Linked DNA regions of Capra hircus: region 2 is linked to region 1. The links are chromatin contacts, called in public Hi-C maps. All regions are on one chromosome and are shown on one strand. Each heading gives the region's core, a stretch centred on a gene start, on an enhancer-like site or on the middle of the called end of the contact. The rest is flanking DNA. Distances are from core to core; before and after follow the strand shown.

Evidence for each region. A called contact is a pair of places that touch in the nucleus more often than the background predicts.
Region 2: a Hi-C map of blood shows a contact between it and region 1, with 4 times the contacts expected there. The contact joins two enhancer-like sites. A contact is called at or near these places in 2 of 5 Hi-C or Micro-C datasets (both in blood).

Annotation. Positions count from the first base shown.
Region 1 is chr11:30,165,968-30,172,967 of ARS1.2, reverse strand. No RefSeq gene overlaps it. Among named protein-coding and RNA genes, the nearest start is that of FOXN2, 65 kb to the left of the region's middle. Within about 2 kb of position 3,752, at least 1 of the 5 cell types and tissues checked has an H3K27ac peak or open chromatin away from gene starts, as enhancers often do.
Region 2 is chr11:30,314,308-30,321,307 of ARS1.2, reverse strand. No RefSeq gene overlaps it. Among named protein-coding and RNA genes, the nearest start is that of PPP1R21, 11 kb to the left of the region's middle. Within about 2 kb of position 3,372, at least 3 of the 5 cell types and tissues checked have an H3K27ac peak or open chromatin away from gene starts, as enhancers often do.

The sequences.
Region 1 (7,000 bases), core at 2,503-5,002:
TGGAAGCAGTGTCAGACTTTGTTTTTGGGGGGCTCCAAAATCACTGCAGATGGTGACTGCAGCCATGAAATTAAAAGATGCTTACTCCTTGGAAGGAAAGTTATGACCAACATAGATAGCATATTAAAAAGCAGAGACATTACTTTGCCAACAAAGGTCCATCTAGTCAAGGCTATGGTTTTTCCAGTGGTCATGTATGGTTGTGAGAGTTGGACTGTGAAGAAGGCTGAGTGCAGAAGAGTTGATGCTTTTGAACTGTGGTGTTGGAGAAGACTCTTGAGAGTCCCTTGGACTGCAACGAGATCCAACCAGTTCATTGTAAAGGAGATCAGTCCTGGGTGTTCATTGGAAGGACTGATGCTGAAGCTGAAACTCCAATACTTTGGCCACCTCATATGAAGAGTTGACTCATTGGAAAAGACTCTGATGCTGGGAGGGATTGGGGGCAGGAGAAGAAGGGGACGACCCAGGATGAGATGGCTGGATGGCATCACTGACTCCATGGACATGAGTTTGAGTGAACTCCGGGAGTTGGTGATGGACAGGGAGGCCTGGTGCGCTGCGATTCATGGGGTCGCAAAGAGTCGGACATGACTGAGTGGCTGAACTGAACTGAATTGAACTGACATGTGTGTGTCTAGTCACTCAGTCATGTCTGACTTTTTGGGACCTCATGGACTATAGCCCACCAGCCTCCTCTTGTCCATGGGGATTTTCCAGGCAAGAATATTGGAGTGGGTTGCCATGCCCTCCTCCAGGGCATCTTCCCAACCCAGGGATCAAACCCAGATTGCTGTGGATTCTTTACTTTCTGAACCACCAGGGAAGCCTAAGAATACCAGAGTGGGTAGCCTATCCCTTCTCCAAGGGATCTTCCTGACCCAGGAATCAAACCGGGGTCTCCTCATTGCATGCTGATTGTTTACCAGCTGAGCTACTAGGGAAGCCCTGTTTGCCTATATACCCTCATTTTATAAAAAGAAATATAAAAAAGTGAAAGTGTGAAGTCTCTCAGTTGTGTCCGACTCTGCGACTCCATGGACTGTACCCTACCAGGCTCCTCAGTCCATGGGATTTTCCAGGCAAGAGTACTGGAGAGTGGGTTGCCATTTCCTTCTCCAAAAATGTGAAAAAAGATTAGTTAACTATGTCGATTCCTATCTGAGCTTTTCAAAAAAGGTGATTAACTTAAGATGATGGTAAGTATCAATAAATGTCTACTCTTCCTCTGGAATAGTTGAAATCTAAAAACAAAATTATAAAAAATAAAAATACTTAATATAGTCACCGCTCCAGATCTTCATGTTCTGCATCTGCAGAATCAACCAACCAGGGGGGTTGAAAAAAGTTTTTTTAATTTCAGAAAGTTTCCAAAAGCAAAACATGAACTTGCTGCATGCTGGCAACTTTTTATATAACATTTACATTGTGTTAGGTATTATAAGTAATCTAGAGATTATTTAAATATATGGCAGGATATGTTTACATTATATGTGAATAGCAGACCATTTTACTTAAGAGATTTCAACATTTGTGGAGTTTGTGGAGGATACTGGAACCAAGGGACAACTGTATATTTGCTAGACCTTTGGTAAGTACTTTGCTTCCCTTGTGGCTCAGCTGGTAAAGAATCTGCCTGCAGTGCAGGAGACCTGGGGTCGATCCCTGGGTTGGGAAGATCCCCTGGAGAAGGGAAAGGCTACCCACTCCCATATTCTGGCCTGGAGAATTCCCATGGACTGTATAGTCCATGGGGTTGCAAAGAATCAGACACGACTGAGTGACTTTCACTTTCACTCACTTACTAGGTACTTCAAATAATTTATTTCCTTTCATGTTTACAGCAACTCCATTTGGAAAATACTAACATGCCCATTTTTTATAGATAAGGAAATCAAGGCTTAGAAAATTTAGGTAGTTTAAAGCTACTTTCTCTCAGCTTCACGCCAACCAAGCACTCACTCCCACACTACAACAAAGCAACTTTTGAAAAGATCACTACTGACCTTCGTGCTGCTAAATCCAATGGTCCAATCTCAACTCTCATCCATCTTGACCTGTCATCAACATGACACGATTGCCCACCCCTTCCTCCTCAAAACAAGTCTTTTCATTTGACTTTGAAGAATCTCTTAGCTCTCCTTTTATTTCTGTGCCTATTCCTTCTCAGTCTTCTTTGCTGGTTCTCCCTCATTTTTCTAACCGTTGACTATTGGAATAGCCCCAAATACCCCGTGACTCAATTATTAGACCTCTTCTACATCTAGACTCACTCTCTTGGGAATGTCATCCATTGCCATGGCTTTGAACCAATACAAGCCAAGAGCTTTCAGCTTACATCTGTAACTGTACTTCTACCCTGAACTCTGGATCTTTATATATAAATTAGTTGATATTTCCATATATATCTAACAAAAATCTTGAACTTGATGTGTCCAAAATCAAATGTCTGATTCCCTGCCTGCTCCCAACTCAAACCTCCTCTTTTAACAGTTTTCCCACCTTAGTAAATGCCAGCTCTATGCTTCTAGCCATTCAGACCAACAGCTTGGGAGCCACTCATGACTATTTTGTTTTCTCTCACACTTGATATCCAATCTATCAGCAAATCATGTTGGTTTCATCTTTAAAGTATTTCTAGAATATGACAGCTTCATCTGCTGCCATCCAGTCCAAGTCAATCAATTTCTCTTGGATTATTGCGAAAGTCATATGATTGGTGACACCGTTTGCACCCTTGCCTCTTCCCATCTTCCCAACAGAGCAGTCAAAATGATCCCTTTAAGACCTGTCAGGTCACGTCATTCCTCTATGCAGAGCCCTCTAGTGGCTTTCATCTCACACACCAACGTCTTTGTCATGGCCTTAACTCCCCACTACGTAACGTTTTCCCTGTCCCTGGGATTTTCTGGGCAAAAATACTGGAGGGGGTTGCCGTTTCCTTCTCCAGGGGATCTTCTGAACTCAGGGATAGAACCCACGTATCCTGCATTGGCAGATTCTTAACCACTGATCCACCAGGGAAGCCTTATTTCACCTTCACCCTAACCCTTTTGGCTATCACCATTCTACTTTTTTATCTCCAAGAGTTGGAGTATTCTAGGTACCTTATATAAATGGAATCACACAGTATTTGTCCTTTTATGACTGCTGCGTTTCACTTATCAAAATGTCCTCAAGGTTTATCCACGTTACAGCAAGTGTCAGAATTTAATTTCTTTCTAAGGCTGAATAATATCCCATTTTATGTATATACCACATTTGTTTATCCATTCATCTTGTTGATGGACACTTGGATTGTTTCTACCTTTTAGCTATTGTGAATAATATTGCTATGACCATGGGTTCTAGTTCTTGCTTTCACTTCTTTTGGGTATCCACGGCTGGGTCATGTGGTAATTGTATTTTTAAATTTTGAGGAAACTGCATACAGTTTTCAAAGTGGCTATGTCACTTTATATTCCCACAGTTGAGCACGAGGGTTATAATTTCCCCATATCCTCGCCAACACACTTGTTATTTTCTTTCTTTCTTTCTTCCCTCCTTCCTTCCTTTCTTCTCGCTCGCTCTCTCTCTTTTTTTTTTTTTTTTTGATAGTAGCCATTGTATTGGATGTGAGGTGCTGCAGACTTCCTTTTAAAATCTACGTACATCTGCAAATACATTTAAGTCCCCAGTTATGGGTCTTTAGTCTGAAAGGCAGCCAATGGTGCTGAGGTGAGCTTCTGGAATTTATCCACTAGCTGCACAGACACTTATTCCTCTTTCTCCATCTGCTCACTCCTGGCAGAGCCCTATCAAGCACTGCTGAGCACCTTCAATGATATAAATTCTCGCAATTCCTGTGGCCCAGCTGCTCAGCAGCATTAAATACATACTGCGAACCTTCTTCCACTCTCTCCTCCTGAAGCTGTAGTGTATTCTCTCTTCAGGCTATGGATTGTCTCTCCAAACTCCTTGTTTGGTCCCAGCTCTTCCCTAAGAGTCTGTAATTCACAAAAGGCAACTGAGGGGAGTGATTCAAGGTTTACTCATAGGAAAGAGATAAAGCACAAAAATAATAAGCAATTTGAGAGAGCTGTAAAATAAGAGAATGAGGACGGATTCTGAAGACTTCTTGTAGTGCAGGCAACAGAGCTGAGTGAGGGAACACCTGGCAGGCTCCCCTTCCCCCAGCCACACACCCCATCAACCCATCACCCCCGGAGTCCAGCTCTGTTCTTAGGGAGATTCAGTGCAGATCATTTCCCCCATATTGCAGATACTCCTAAAAATATTTCCAAAAACTTAATAGAAGGGAAGCTATGCTTTAAACATTTTAATTTCACAATTAACTGTTACTCTGGGCAAGTCAGTAAACCTCACCATGCCTATTTTTCTCAGCTATGAAATGAAACTCTTGGATAAGAAGTCTTTCAGGGCCCTGGCAGCTTCAAATTTTTTAATTCCAAAACTTTGGATGATTTATAAAACATTTCCATTAGTTTAAGAAATGTTTTATATATATATATATATATATATATATATATATATTTACCTTGGCTATGTTCATCTCGTAAATATTTTGCATAGTCTATGTTTAAATAAGTTAGTATTTGCTAAATATAACTTAGGCAGAATAGGTCACTTGGGGCTAAGCTGGCTGAATTTCAAGGAAACAATAATCTGCCAGGTGGATAATTCACATATGGTCAAGAACTGGAAGGCTCCCACCAGTTTTTAATAGATCTGAAAGTCAAAGCAATTCTGTCTTATTCTTCCCTCAGTGGCAACCTCATTAATAATTGAGCAAATCTCTGAAAACTCAGAATCAGATGTTTGTTGCTGTTTGTTGTCCACCAGGTAATGGTAAACTCGTGTGTCTGTGTTTGCTGAGAGCTGTGACTTCTCAGACGTTTGCTCTTTTACCCACCACCTTCAACTGCTTCTTTTCTAAAAGCACACGCAAAAATGTCACTGGATTAAATGTTATTATGAAAGGCTACCTCAGAAACAAACATGTTAAGTGTGTGCTCAGTGGTACTCAAAGGCTATAACTGCTCATGTGGCACTCCCTTTTACTCGCTCACTCTCAAATTCACATTTCGAACAATGTAGAAAGAGACAAAATCCAGAATTGTCATCTCACACAGGATTACCATGATCGAGAGGTAACAAGGCAGTTATTTTTATGGGCCAGGAGATGTTTTAATGGGTTTCTCAGCCTCTTGAGAATCATTTCACATTACTGAATGGAGGAGAGTAAAACCTGGAATCTCCCAGTTATTTCTGTCATACCTTGCAATGGATGCCCACAGGCTTTTCTTAGAGAGTAGAATAGACCACTGTGCCCTGCCAGTCATGTTTACTTCCATCAGTTAAAAATTATACTAGTTTATTGAAAATAATCCCTAATACTTATTAATTCACTCATCCTATGTTTTGGATAAACTTTAAAAACAAAGTTAAACATGCTGCCCCTGAGTCCAGCCTGATGCTCTGTGATGACCTAGAGGGGTGGGATGGGGGTAAGGGGTGGGAAGGGGGCTCAAGAGGGAGGGGATATATATATAGATATATATACATATCTGTATATATATATGTATATCTATATCCCATATATATACATACATATATATGTATATATAGTTATGACTGATTCATGTTGTTTCATGGTAGAAAGCAATACAACATTGTAAAGCAATTATCTTCCAGTTAAAAAATAAAACAACAACAATGAAAGAAAACAAACAAAAAACCATTCTGCCCCTGATTTTGTGTTTATGTTTTGACATGCCAGTAGTTGTTAACACATGCAGAAGAGAAGCTCATAGATGATCCTCAATTTTTAAGCCCTTTAACACCTTGATAGCACACAGTGTACAGGAGAGACCAAATAAAGAAAATTACTTTTATGATTATAAAGTAAGATTTGCAGTTTCCCTATGTTAAAAGTTCATGTTATCAATTGTATCAGTAAAGTTTAGTAGTAAAAAACAAACCACTGCCACAAGAGCATTTAATACAATAGATGCTAATAGAATTATTGAGAAGGCTGGTAAGAGTGGAATAAGCAAGGTCGTTTCCAATGACCCTAGAACATCACCACTTAACTCTTCAGCCAGAAGTTACCACAAGTAGGTGGAGATTCAGGAGCTCCCTCTAGAAGTGTTGAGTCTAAGAATATACCACCGAGACTGGGATCCCTGGGGTCAGGAAGCTGCCTCTGCAACTGCCTTTGGGCATCTATGAAGCTAATCTCTGGACACTGGGATGCTGTTGCAATGACTATGACTGTCAGCAACAACAGCTAAGAACACGAGAAGCTGGTGCTTGCCCCTTCTGCTTTCCAAATCTTGCTTAATGCACTGAATTGATGCAATCAGTTTCACACCTAGAACCAGTTGCAAGAAGCAGGAGAGATGTGAAATTTTTTTGTTAGCACAAATAATCATTAATTATTATTGTCATAAGTATCACAAAGACTTCCCTGGTGGCTCAGATGGTAAAAAATCTGCATTTAATGCAGGAGAGCTGTGTTTGATCCCTGATTTGGGAAGACCTGGAGAAGGAAATGGCAACCCACTCCAGTATTCTTGCCTGGGAAATCCCATACACAGAAGAGCCTGGCGGGTTACAGTCCATAGGGTCACAAAGAATTGGACATAATTTAGTGACTAACACACACTAAGCATCACAAAAGCAAAGGATAGAATATAAAGATAACCTACAATGATGTTGCAAGTTATCTACACACTTGAATTGAGGGAGTCAGAGACATTTTTCTGCTGTATTTTTATAGCAAATTATACACTTTCTTCTATGCCTTGCCTTTTTGCTTAATAGAATATCTTGGATATTATTCTATATCAATACATAGTGAGCTTTTATTGAAAAGCTTTTTCATTCTTTTTTTTAATGACTGCCAAGCAGTCAACAACGTAGACGTATGTAATTTATCTTACCATTTCCCTCTCAGTGGACAGGTAGGCAATATCCAGTACTCTACTATCACAAATAA
Region 2 (7,000 bases), core at 2,123-4,622, 150 kb before region 1:
AGCATCTACTTAGATATTTCCCTTTCCCATCTCTCTCTGCTCTGTTTTATTGTCACCATAAAACTTCTTGCCATTTGAAATTACCTGAGGCAAATCAGCAGCTTTCATGAAATCCTCCATGTATCCCACCTTTTAGGACTCTAAGCAACTTCTCCAGAAGGGTTTGGGGGCCCTGTCTGTGCAGAACTAGCTGCAGACATAACATTCTAGGTTAGACAGAAAAAATAGCCTCTCATAGATATCCATGTTCTAGTCTCTCGCATTTATATTGTATGTATACCTTCAGTTACATAAATTAAGGTTACACATGAAATTAAGTTTGCTAATCAGCTTTCCAAAGAGAGAACCAAAGAGATGGGAGCATGAAAAGGAATCAGACCAACGTTGCTGGCTTTGAGGATGGAGAAGGAGTCCACAAAGCCAAGGAATGCAGATGGTCTCTAGAAGCTGGTGAAAGGCTAGAGATCACAGCCTCCAAAAGGACCACAGCCCTGCCAAGAGACTGATTTTAGCTCAGTGAGACCCCTTTCTGACTAATAACCTCGAAAACTGTGAGATGACAAATATGTGTTATTTTCAACCACTAAGTTTGGAGAAATTTAATACACCATTAACAGGAAACTAAATAACCTGCATAATTGAGGTAACGCATAGTGCTACACCCAGCTCCTTCCTTCTACTGTGACCCAAGGTCATTGATCATCCATGGGTCGGAGTCATCCCACCCACTTTGCTTCCAATTCCCAGCCACATGTTGTATATGACCATGGCTACACTGCAGTATTGTGACAGGTAAATCAGTGGTGCATGGGAGCAGGCTCCTACTAGCTTGAAAGAACCATTTGTTAACTTTTCAGGAGCTGTGCAAATTAGTTATTGAACACAGCCATCACTGAAGATTAAATTATATGAGTGTTAAATAAGTTATATTACAAACATAAATACTCTAAATTCATCACTTTCTTATTTCACTATATTTGCTATATATAACTATTATCTAAGCTCTTGAAATTATTTACTTTTACTGTATCTATGTAATACTATACAGTGATGTGCTATGCCCATCTTTGCAACTCTGCATTCAGTGACATCATGTTGGTAGCTTGAAACTGGCCATGGTGGAGGATTTACACTGTGGAAATAGGCAGATGCTACAAACGTGGGCTCCCCCCACTCCACAGTTGGTTACAAGTGTGCCACCTGTGTATAGGACAGAGGATACCTAACTTTGGAGTGTTCCCTACAGCTTCAGGGTGCTCTTTTTATTTTTCACAACAAAGACTGTAAACATCTGTGTGAGGCAAGACCCAGGAACTCCTGACTGTGCGAGGCAAGACCCAGGAGCTACTGAAGGAAAACTCATCTGTTAGGCCGCTGAGGTCTCACAGAGTCTGGGTCTAATTCATCTTTATTTTCCTAATGCAGTGAGCACTTAAGAAATGACTCCTAGGGACTTCCCTGGTGGTTCCGTAGTTAAGAATCTGCCTTGCAGTGCCGGGGATGTGGGTTCAGTCCCTGATCAGGAAACTAAGATTCTATATGCCATGGAGCAACAAATCCCGCATGCCACAACAATTGAAGCCCATGCTCAGAACAACTGGCACTCTTATTTCTTCTATAACTAATAGATTATCATTGTTAGACAATTAACTTAACTCAATAGGAAATGTTTCATAAACATTAGTCGCTACTATCATTACAATGTTAGTAGCTACCCCGGACGGGAGAGCCTGATGGGCTGCCGTCTATGGAGTTGCACAGAGTCGGACAGGACTGAAGTGACTTAGCAGCAGCAGCTGCTACTATTATTAAGCAAGAGACTTCCCTGGTGGCTCAGACGGTAAAGCGTCTCCCTATAATGCAGGAGACCGGGGTTCAATCCCTGGGTCTGGAAGAGCTCCTGGAGAAGGAAATGGCAACCCACTCCAGTATTCTTGCCTGGAAAATCCAATGGACGGTGTTACTTTTAGCCCACAATCTATCCAAGTCCATTGATATATCAATGTTCTTCTATATTAGGGACATTTTTTTCTAAAGCCAGGTGAGCAAATTCTTATATTTACATTTTGAATAGTACTTAATTATAAAAGCTTTTCTTACCTTAGCCTTTTAAAAATTTCTAACAATTGGAGCTAAGAAAGCTGAACAGCTACATGTGAAATGAAATTAGAACATTCCATCATACCATACATAAAAATAAGTTTAAATGGTTTAAAGATCTAAATGTAGGACATGACACCATGAAACTCCTAGAAGAGAACATAACTGAAACAGTCTAACATAAATCATGGCAATATTTTCTTAGATCAGTATATATAAAACTATAACTCATCCATAAAAACAGAATGAAATCCTACCTTTTGCAGTAATGTGGATAGACCTAAATAATATTCTGCTTAGTGATATATGTCAGCAGAAGACAAATATAAGCAATATCACTCATATGTGAAATCTAAAAACTAATACAAATGAATATATATACAAAATAAAAACAGAGTAACAGATATAGAAAACAAATTTATGGTTACCAATAAGGAGAGGGAAAGATAGAGGGAGAAATTAGGGGTATGGAATTAACAGATACAAACTACTATACATCAAATAGATAAGCAATAAAACTTTACTATATAGCACAGAGAATCTAAGATCATGGCATCCGATCCCATCACTTCAGGGCAAATAGATGGGGAAACAATGGAAACAGTGACAGACTTTATTTTGGGGGTCTCCAAAATCACTACAGATGGTGACTGCAGCCATGAAATTAAAAGACGCATGCTCCTTGGAAGAAAAGCTATGACCAACCTAGACAACATAGTAAAAAGCAGAGGCATTACTTTGCCAGCAAAGGTCCATCTAGTCAAAGCTTTCCTTTTTCCAGCAGTCATGTATGGATGTGAGAGTTGGACTATAAAGAAAGCTGAGCGCTGAAGAATTAATGTTGTTGAACTGTGGTGTTGGAGAAGACTCTTGAGAGTCTCTTGGACTGCAAGGAAATCCAACCAGTCCATCCTAAAGGAAATCAGTCCTAAATATGCATTGAAAGGACTGATGTTGAAGCTGAAACTCCAATACTTCGGGTACCTGATGCAAAGAACTGACTCATTTGAAAAGACCCTGATGCTGGGAAAGATTGAAGGCGGGAGAAGGGGAAAACAGAGGATGAGATAGTTGGATGGCATCACCGACTCGATGGACATGAGTTTGAGTAATATTTGGGAGTTGTTGATGGACAGGGAAGCCTGGCGTGCGGCAGTCCATGGGGTCGCAAAGAGTCGGACACGACTGAGCGACTGAACTGAACTGAACTGAACTGACGCCCAATTAATTGTTCCAGCAGAGGTTTCTGCCTGATATAATCTCGTGTTGCCAGCAGGGGGCGCGCCCTCACCGAATTTGTTTAGAAAAGGTAAAACTCAGACGATAGTCCGAGTGGCTGGTTAGGAGTGCTTCCGCACGAACTATGGCCAGTGTTTGTAGTTGTTTAGGCACGTCTCTAGTGACCTCATCCCACTATACCTGATTCTTTTTGAGGAAACAAGTAGCCTGTTTGAACAGAACAGGCAAGGCAAATTAGTAACTGGAAAATTACTGTCTTTCTGCAGAATGCGTTGGGACATCCGGTATTCCCTTGAGGCTTTGAGTTAGGGTGTGGACCCTTCCTCCTCACCTGATGGCTGGGAAAGGAGACAAGTCACCCCTCTCCACAGGGCGCAGCCTCTCCTTTGTTCTGGGTAGGCTGGCCCTCATGGACAGGGCTTCGGTGGGAAGACAGGGGGCCTCTCTGGCAGCCTCCTGAGCCAGGAGATGTAGCCTTAGGAACCTCTGGGCTGGAGAAGAGCCCGAAGAGGTGGTGCCATGTGTTCTACAAACCCCGGAAGCAGGTTCTCCAGCACATGCTAGGCCCTCCTGTTCCTTCTAGCCACGTTCCAAGAGACCAGTGGATTCAAGGCCACATTCCTGCCCCTTGTGCAAGGCCCCAGAGGACAAGGGGCTTGAGGGAGAGGATGAGAAAAGGAGGGCCGACTCTCTCTCAACTGCAGGCCTTCCCAACACAGCCATGCGCAGAAGGGTGTCCCTGATGAGAAGAGGAATCCGTTCTGGGATAACATTCCAGAACGGAATTACACTGGAATTACATTCTGGTCACCATTCACTTATACCTTCATGGGTTCACTGAGGGGGTTCCCCAAGTGGCACTAGTGGTAAAGAATCCGCCTGCCAGTGTAGGAAATGCAAGAGATACAGGTTCAATCCCTGGGTCAGGAAGAGCCCCTGGAACCGGCAACCCACACTAGTTCACTGATATTAGTGGGAGTGGTGTGTGCCAGGCACTGGGATAGGTGTTGGAAGTACCTCAAAGAGCCCACCAACAGCCATCTGCTGGGGGAGGCAGATCATAAAATCATAGGGATACAGCATAAGCTCTTCAGTTCAGTTCAGTTGTTCAGTTGTGTCAGACTCTTTGTGACCCCATGGACTGCAGCATGCCAGGCCTCCCTGTCCATCACCAACTCCTGGAGTTTACTCAAACTCATGCCCATTGAGTCAGTGATGCCATCTAGCCATCTCATCCTCTGTCGCCCCCTTCTCCTCCCGCCTTCAATTTTTCCCAGTATCAGGGTCTTTTCAAATGAGTCAGTTCTTCACATCAGGTAGCCAAAGTATTGGAGTTTCAGCTCCAGCATCAGTCCTTCCAGTGAATATTTAGGACTGATTTCCTTTAAGATGGACTGGTTGGATTTCCTTGCAGTCCAAGAGACTCTCAAGAGTCTTCTCCAACACCACAGTTCAAAAGCATCAATTTTTCAGCACTCAGCTTTCTTTATAGTCCAACTCTCACATCCATACATGACCACTGGAAAAACCATAGCTTTAACTAGATGGACCTTTGTTGTCTCTGCTTTTTACTAAGCTGTCTAGGTTGGTCATAACTTTTCTTCCAAGAAGTAAGCGTCTTTTAATTTCATAGTTACAGTCACCATCTGCAGTGATTTTGGAGCCCCCCAAAATAAAGTCTGTCACTGTTTCCACTGTTTCCCCATCTATTTGCCATGAAGTGATGGGACCAGATGCCATGATCTTAGTTTTCTGAATGTTGAGTTTTAAGCCACATGTATTATACAATGTATTATACAATGAACTAACACAGAGGAAAAGAATCTGGACCTATTGTGAACGGAGATGAGGAAAGTACTGAGATTAGGAAAGGTTTACAGAGGAGGTGGGCATTTGGAGATTCAGTCAGCCGGTCAGCCAGTAAATGCTTACTGAGGGTCTCATGCGTCGGACACTGTTTTGGGTACTGGGACTCATGAGGAAGAAAATAGTCCCAAACCCATACTCTTGTAGAGGTGGCATTGGGGCGGGAGACGCAGAGCATGTGTAAATATTAGTAAACATAATTAGTACCTCCAGGTTAGAATGGAAGGAACACAGGGCTGCTGGGTGGAGTTTGGTGAGGGGGTCAGGTGAGCTTCACTGAGAAAGCGAGATTTGAGCAAGGACTTCCAGAATAGCAGGAATAAGCCCCCCCTTCCCCTGGGTCTCTACGGGGAGTGTTCCAAGCACGGGGAGCAGGCAGGGCCAGTCCCTGGAAATGAGAATGTCTTGGAAGGCGAGGAGGCCCATGTGCCTGGAGCAAAGCAGAGGAACTTCGAGAAGGAATCAGTTTCCAGGGGGACTTGCAGGTAGTTGTGACAAGTTTGGCTTTTGCTCTAAGAGAAACGGGTCACCGTTGGAGCAATGGTGTGCTGGCAAATTGAGTCTCAAAAAAAGAAACGCTGTTTTTTTTTTAAGCATCTGCCAATTTCTGTGGTATAAATACTCCCACCGTGCTTATTCTAAGCTACCGATGTGACGCCACTGAACACAGTAGAGAAGGTGTGTGAGGGTGGCTTCTCACCAGCCGGGACCAGCTCCTCCAGCCCACCATTGCTTTGGAGGGTTTTCAGAAAAGTGTGACACGATCTGACTTGTGTCTAAGAAGGTCACTCTGGCTGCTGTATTGAGAGCACCCATGGGTGGGAGGGAGGGCAAAGGCCAAAGCAGGGGCCGCGTTGGAAGCTAGGGCCAAGCTCAAGCTGAGAGAGGACAGCAGAGACCGTGAGTCCTGGACAGATTGTGGGTGTATTCTGAAGGAGGTATATTGAAATCCACGTGGTTTCTTGGTGGACTGGTTGTGGGGTGTGAGAGAAAGAAAGCAAAACAGGATGGTGCTGAAGTTTAGTGGAAGGTTTGGGGGTGATGAAAGGAAAAGCATTCCAGGCACAGGGAACAGTCGTAAGAGTCATGTCGTGAGCGCATGTTGCATTTGGGCACATAAAAACACGAGGAAGGGTTGTGGTTAGTGAGCCAGTTACATGTGCAGAGGCTGTGGTTGGGGCTGGACAGAAGAGTGCCCCCCACCAGAGAGAGCCAGGACTCAGGCTGTAGCCAGGGCAGAGCCCCTAATGGGATTTTAACAGAGAAGCATGTGCCTAGGTTCATAATAAGACGAAATAACTAAAGAATCCAGAAGTAGCGAGATCAGTTAGGAAACTGTAGCATTGATCAGCCCAGCAGAGAGCTGGCATCTCCCCTGGATAGTGGTGGTGAGGCTGGAGGGAGGAGGAGGGAAGAGGAGGGAGGGCCTGGCACCGGTTCCAAAGCCATCCTTGCACATCTTCCACAGAGTACTGTGGGCATGTCGTACCTGTTTGTTCAGTAAGTTAACTGATCAGCTGATTGACGTGAGTGTTACCTTTACAAATCTCCTCCCATTCCCCCACTTATCTCCCAACCAAAGATATCTTTTCCAGAGGACAAATGAATTTATTATATTAGAAATGTAGCTTAAACGCACATGCCTCTCTGAGGGGGCTGGGAAATTCTTAGTATCAATCCAAGGGGTGACTGCGTGGGTAATCCTTAGGCCGTACAAGGCAGGTTGCACACTCAGCTGGGTAAGTGTTGGCCATGATTCACTCTACCCATAACTGACAGAACACAGAGCCCTTCC